Regions from separate parts of the Gasterosteus aculeatus genome. Here region 1 is linked to region 2. Evidence: chromatin contacts called from public Hi-C data. All regions are on one chromosome and are shown on one strand. Each heading gives the region's core, a stretch centred on a gene start, on an enhancer-like site or on the middle of the called end of the contact. The rest is flanking DNA. Distances are from core to core; before and after follow the strand shown.

The links. Hi-C and Micro-C count contacts between places; a contact is called where the count stands out from the background.
Region 1: a Hi-C map of liver shows a contact between it and region 2, with 4 times the contacts expected there. The contact joins the enhancer-like site here to the promoter of yipf5 in region 2. A contact is called at or near these places in 4 of 6 Hi-C or Micro-C datasets (liver, skeletal muscle and whole body).

What each region holds. Positions count from the first base shown.
Region 1 is chr7:27,011,277-27,014,946 of fGasAcu3.hap1.1, forward strand. LOC120822725 (rho GTPase-activating protein 26) reads right to left here. Exons shown (of 23, transcript XM_078106792.1): 5 at 2,807-2,908; 6 at 2,610-2,720; 7 at 1,789-1,893; 8 at 1,333-1,462; 9 at 895-995; 10 at 1-10. Among protein-coding and RNA genes, the nearest start is that of LOC120822725, 27 kb to the right of the region's middle. Within about 2 kb of position 1,360, at least 3 of the 9 cell types and tissues checked have open chromatin away from gene starts, as enhancers often do. A contact at or near this core is called in liver, where this site is marked.
Region 2 is chr7:26,924,111-26,927,399 of fGasAcu3.hap1.1, forward strand. It overlaps yipf5 (Yip1 domain family, member 5), which reads left to right and starts at 1,481. Exons shown (of 6, transcript XM_040182443.2): 1 at 1,481-1,634; 2 at 2,693-2,798; 3 at 3,084-3,259. The coding sequence starts at 2,701.

The sequences.
Region 1 (3,670 bases), core at 110-2,609, 87 kb after region 2:
CCTCCTCTCCCTGACACCAGAGGAAAAGGGCATTAGTGTCATTACTCAAAAACAAACTGACAGACTAAACACAAGTGTTTGAGACGATGATGAATGTTTTCCTGGACAACACAGAAAACAGATGACGTAAAACCCTCAAGTACGTGTCGCATAATCAGATTCGCTGTTCTTTTTAATGATGCCGGAGAGCAACGGAGGCCGCAGACAGTTTTCTGACGCGCACAACAATCGTGGCGGTTTGAGCCCCGACTGGTTCCGTTTATGAGACACGTCCATATCTTCGATTTATCCTGATGTTCTATTTTTCCTTCCGTTGGCAACTGTAAAATGCTCTGTGAGAATCCTCAGAACCCCCCCCCCCCCCCCCCCCCCGCCGGAACCTGCATCCGCTTTGTGTGTGGGTGGACGCAGTAATAGCAGATAGCACTAATAGTCGCTGCTCACTAAAAACATCTTTGGCAATGCTCTCATGCATGAGGGCTGCTGTTGTGGGAGGAATATTTGCCCGTATGACTGCGTGCTGCCATGACATAGGGGAGCGTCTCTGACGCACGGTGCTAGGTGTCGGAAGACTGATTGAGAACTTTTTGGAAACGACCAAAATACACATTGATGTGTTGGTTCTGTTACACGTTGTGTATTTGCGTATGTAGAATTCTAATAAAATCTAGAAATAAAACGTTTTAAACGATCAAACGGCAATAAAATAACTACGATTCTTGAAGCTGGAGATCTTAATGCAGGTAACCAACCAACTCCCCTTAAAATAGCAGCTCACTGGGATTCAAAATCAACGTTACAACGTGATGATGAAGCGCCCCTTCTGCGTCCACGCAGGAGGACGAATCAGAGACACTGTAACCTCATATGTATTTAAATGCCAAAGCCACTCACCGTTTTCCCTCCTGATTTAGGGTCAAACAGGACCATGGTGACCCGCTTGGGCTCACGGTGGTAGGTGCAGTAGTACTTCACCCAGGTTGAGACAAAAGAGCCTGGGGAGACGGAGACGGATGAAGAGAGGGAGGGATGAAAACAAAACCATCAAGAGACACAGCTGATGTCAAACATTCGGGGGGGGTGGGAGGGGGCAGGGGTTAAATGAAAAAAAAAATAAAAAGAGCACGAAACAAGAAGGAGTCTTAGTCATGCCTGCGTGCTGAATAGGTTACCACGGTAACGGCACATGGTCAGAGCTGCCGTCACGTCGCCCACAGATCAGACTTGCAACACTGTTGATTGTCGCTGAATTGTCCCCTCTTTGTAAGATGTACAAACACACCAACAGACACACACACACACGCACACGCACAGAACTGTGGCGATACTCACGCTTCTCCTGCACAAACAGGTATCCCTCCATGGTGTGCTGGCTGACACTCTTGTGTTCATGTGGATTCTCCTTCATCTTCCTCATGAGGCTCTCCACCTCCGACCGCGTGCTCTCGAAGCGGTTCCTCGTCTGTCAACACAAGCGCACAGGAGCACACGCCTGAGGTCTCTCGTCGCACGGCCTGATCCTGGGTCAGCTTAACTGGCAACGACTCCTCTCGGCCTGCAGGCAGGCTGTTCACGTTTGGAGGAATATTTTCTCTCAAGACAACTTGTGCCTTTCTAGAGGTTTCCTCTGGGCAAGTGAAGGTGACCTTTTCGACGGCCTTATTTCACTCTCAACGCTTCAACAAAGCATTTTGATAAACAAAACTTCAACCTTTTAAATCCTTAAATGTTGATTTATTTTCGGGTGGTTATGGTGCTTTTGGAGTACACGTGTGTGTGAGACCTTACATTCTGTATGCTGATGGTGAGATCAGTCTTGAAGTGGTTGAAATCCTTTGCCAGCTCATAGCCGTGGTGATAGTAGGTGAACAGGCCTTGGAGGAACGCTAACAGCTGAGGGAAACAAAAAGAGCAGGGAAATTAGAGAGAGAGATGAAAGAAGAGAGATGTGGACAGATGTGGAACTGCAGATGCACTGTGAAGGCAAAGCACAAGTGGAAATGTCGAAAGAACAGCAGGAAAAGGTTGAGATTTGGAGGAAGTGGGGGAAGCACAAGTGGGTTAGTGAAGACCGGGTGGAGGAGGAGAAAGAAGAAACCGATGGAAAAGTTTAAAAAGTGGAAAAATGTTTTTCTTGCATAATTATTGACCAAACATATAATGTGGAAAAAAATGTATTACTAAAACGGCAGAAAATACAACAGAAGTGTTAATTAGACCTACTCTGTGGAGATGCTGATGTATCGCTTTGATTAGCAGCCAAAACCCGGACTGGAATTTCGAATAAAGTCGGGTCGGCGCTGATGTTGACTTAACAACCACAACCCGGTCCAGACTCCGGAATAATGAATGAGGAAAAATGTGCACGACCGTCTGTGCGTATCTGCATTTGCGTTCAATGACCTGGTTTCAGTTTTTATTCATATTACAGTGGAAACATATATATATATATATATTTTTTTAAAATCAGGTTCTGACTCTAAAGTGCTGCTGTGTCTTGGAGAGAGACATTTAGGGTTCATGGAGGGTCGGGCCAGATTCTTTTTTTTTTTGGAGTCTGATTACAGCTCTAAAAGTATACAAATAAAAAATAAAAAAGTGCGTCTTACGGGTTCCACAAAGTCAAACATCTTCCTCTCTTGGACCTCCTGCACCTTGAAGACGTACTCCAGGGAGACCTCGTAGAAATGCTGCCGGACGTTATCGACCTGGTTGTCCGCCTACAGAGAGGAAGGACATTAGCAGAAGTGACAGACGGAGGAAAAACACGGATGATGAATGAGAAAGAAGCCAGACACCATCTTACCTCGTGCAGATGGGACTCCTTCTTTTTAGCCGAAAGGCTGAGGTGTTTCTCCAGCACTGCGCAGTACTTCTCAGTCTCCTTGTCGTACTTTTTCCTGGCTTCCTACGTGGATAAAACAACAAAAAAATTTACATTTTTGCCGATAAAATCATCGTATCAAATCACTTTGTCACTACAAATCGATCAGTGTTATCTGCAGTTAACAACGAATTAGTGAGGAGGCAGCGAGGGAAACTTAATGTGAATTTCTTTTAGCTTTCGCATAATATCGTCCATCTTCCGGAGAGTCCAATAAGAGACTTGTCCTCCGGGGAGCACAGCTGCTTTGTTAAACAACAAGGCAGTTAGAGGGATGACTAACCGGGGAACAGATAGAGCGTAATGTGCATTTCCGGAGACCGCTGGGCGGAAACACACTTGAAAAAAATGTCCGAGAAGATTAAGAAAAATATGAAGGAAATAACACACACGAGTTGTTTCTTTTTTTGGACCATGTGGTCACGTTAGGACTCTAACTGGATCCAGTTGGAGGCGGAGATGTGGGTTTTAGTAAAGGGAGACAGCGCTGAGAAAGAGAAATAATTGCATTATATTACTGCCATCATTTACCCAAAACTCATTACAACCTTACAGGCGCTTTAAAATGAAGCTCATAAACATTGGAAATAACAGATTGTTTTACTATCGATTAACAATATCGATGTGAGGCCAGAGTGCTTCTAATATTTGGTGTTTTCTGGCCTGTAAAAAGAACAAAAAATGTGGCTACAGGGTTTTAGCTGTTAACCAACATTCTATTCTTGCACTGTTTTCAGTTGGCCGTTTAATAGACAAAAATGTTGCACAAATTATAGTTGGTAATGG
Region 2 (3,289 bases), core at 231-2,730:
CACATTTTCAGTTTGCTTAATGCAGAAGGAGAACAATAATACTCAATCTAAATTTAGGCCACAGTAGGTGGTTGGCGACGAGGGGTTGCGTAAGAGTAGGGAAACTAGTAGTTCTAATCCACAGAGGTATTTACAGCGGGATTATGGCAGGGATTTTATTAAAAAAGCCAATTATGACAGAATACGGCAATCTATGCCCCAAATTCAATTACCCTCTGGAACTTTTCATTCATTAAATGAATTATATAGAAATAGATGTTCTTTAAGTTCAGAAATGATTAAAAGTCTAAAGAAAGATGAGAAGCAATAGGGTGAGGAGGCTAATTTCTGCACATGATTAATCATGGGTGTTTCTGTAGAAATGACATATTTGGTGCATCAAATTGATTTTGGTCCTCTTGAGGCAGAGGAGCGATCCATGTCAGGCCTGAATAGTTGAAAGGCTTGTTAATTTATAGGGATTGTTTGTTTGTCATTTCTCATCCACCCAATTAATAATTTGTTTATAATATGTGTTGCCTTTGCATGCTTTTCAGCTTTAAACTGCCTCTAATACGAACTCTCTTTGAGCAAAATCGGACAGATGGGCACAAAGTGTTCTGGTAAGAAAATGTCCTCGAAAATCTTGTAGCCTTGCTGAGGCAACTGCTTTGTGCAGCACTGACCAAAGGCTTCTTTATGCGTTGTGTGGGTGGGACTAATAACTCAATAAGAGAAGAAGCTCAAAATGTCTCCTGTCAATAAGATTTTCCTCCATGCCTTTTTCAATTTTTGCAATATTTTTCCCATTTCTCGTTTTGTAAAGAATTCTCCAACTCCAGGAAGGATGTCGAGCTGTCGCCAATTGAGTTAATATGGACTTTATAATAGATCCTGAGAAGGGAACAGGGATTTCTTACTATCATTCTTGTCATTAAAGGTCAAACTACCTGAGACTACCGTCGCTATTTCCTCTGAACTGGGGTCCTCAACTTATTATTTTATGTCATCAGTCATCATCAAAGAGGATGGATTTACCTGCATACATCGTAGCGGTGAAGTTGTTCTGCACTGGCAGTGATTGATCTGCTCCTCTGCATCCAGATGAAAGAGACTACCTTTGTTCTTGCCAGGGTTCCAGCGTTTGCTCCGTTAAAATCAACTTCTACCCTCTGTTTCTATTTGCATAAAAACCAGGGTCACCCTGGTTTTATCAGACTATACGTTTGGACACAGTAGGGTTTCCTACCTAGCTGTGGTGTAAAAAATAATACATTTACATTTGAGGTGTTTAACAACATCCCTTTCACCTTAGGAATTCACAGTCTTGCGTCCATAATGTTTCCTATTTTTGTATGAAAACTGAATTTGCAAATCAGACAAGAAAATAGAGAATTGTTTATAATATATGATGATGTGTATTCTTCATGCATTGTCTTTCCTTTGGCGCAGCTTGTAAATATATTTTAATACATAATGTGTTTTACTTGTAATGCAATGTAATACCAGCAGTCGCCTTTAGGACAGCGCCATATTTTCAGGCAAAGAGCAATTTGCAAATGTCCCTAACGGCTTCCCGTCGGCTACGTAGCAAACCGGAAGATTCACCGTTATCCTGACACGTAGCAACCACAGCCAAAGTTGGCAGTGCTCTGGTACGGCGGGTAAGCATTAGCATTCGCTATAGAAACTGTGAAAGAAAAGTTGATTGGGATATTAACGCGACTGGTGACGGAATGCGCGTTTATGCATGCCTGGTCTCCACTGCGGTTATAGCTAACGTTAGCATTATTCAACCAACTGGCAGCAGGTAACGTTGCGTTAGCCACCCGGAGCCTGCCCGCTAGCTTGTTTTTATATTAGCAGCATATTTTGTCGAGTTCTCCTTTAAATGAGTTGTAATTGTCCAGCCTTCTCATAGCCAATACAGTTGATTCTAAAGGTCGACTCACAATAAACTAACGATGTCTAACTTGACGTTATTTGTGTCTTTGTTTTGTGGATGGCTACTGTCCTGTTAGCATTGGATGCTAACGTAGCTCATAGTTATATTAACGCTAGTCCAATTCATATGAAGATAACGGTAATGTTCTAACTATTAACAGTCCTGTTAGCAATGCCCCCTAAGCCTTTAAGTTATTGTTTGGAAGAAATTAGCCTTTTACGGTTTTATTCATCACTTAACGCCACCGTACGCTATTCCAGTGTGAGACAATAATGTAACGTTAACTAACGTTATAACGAACGGAATGTTTTCAGAAAAACTTATGTAACGCTAATGTTATTACATAAATTTAGCGTAATTAAAATTAAGTTATGGATGTAGAAATGTTTGACTCCGTATTAATCTCCCTGTCTTAGTTTTACCGAAAGTAGTGTCTTAAAAAGTAGAATGCAGCAGTCGCCCAGGGGCTATTTTTGGATAATGCAATAAAAAGATGTTGAACTGTACTCCCTCGTGCTTGGACATGTATTAATTCATTAATGATGTGACCAATAGGCTGGTGAACTTGTCCCAAAGTCATTGTTGTTTTGATGATAGATGTGTACCAAAACGTAATACTAATAATTTACATTTGACTTCTCTTTACTTTTTGATACAGTGCCTCCATCTTCAACATACCAATACTTTTGATTAGTTTGGAGACTCTCTGTAGATGAAAATACTCATCCTAGCTGATATGTTGTGGTTCTGTTTCCGTGTGTCCAACAGAGTGAGAGATGTCGGGGTTTGACAATTTGAACACAGACTTTTACCAGTCCAGCTACAGTGTAGATGACCAAAACCAAGGCTACAGCAACGCTGAGAACCAATACAAGTAAGAAAGCCCTCTTTAACTTTTGTTCCACATTCTGACTGCTAAAAAATTGCGTACGTGACAATTAGTAGCCTGACTGAATACCTTATTATCTTTTAAGCGTATTGTGATTGACGTGAAGGACAAGTTTTGTTTTACTGATATAAATAAATGCTAATGCGGCATATTTGAAATGACACCCATGGAAAGTGGAAATAAGCATTGTTAAAAGCTGTTTAAAATCTTTTCGGTCAAAGAGAACTATTGAGCATTATTATTATTATTAATGTCATAATTTTTTTTCAGGCAATATGATGGTCAGTATGACTATTCCCAGCCCATGGGCTACTCTCCCCCAGGGATAATGCAGCCCCAGCAGCCGTACACAGGACAAATCTTCCAGCCGACACACACCTACACCCCGTCCCCGTCACAATCTTTGTATAGTAGCAGCTTTGATGACGAGCCGCCGCTGCTAGAAGGTAGGCACACAACCTGTAATCTACAACTTC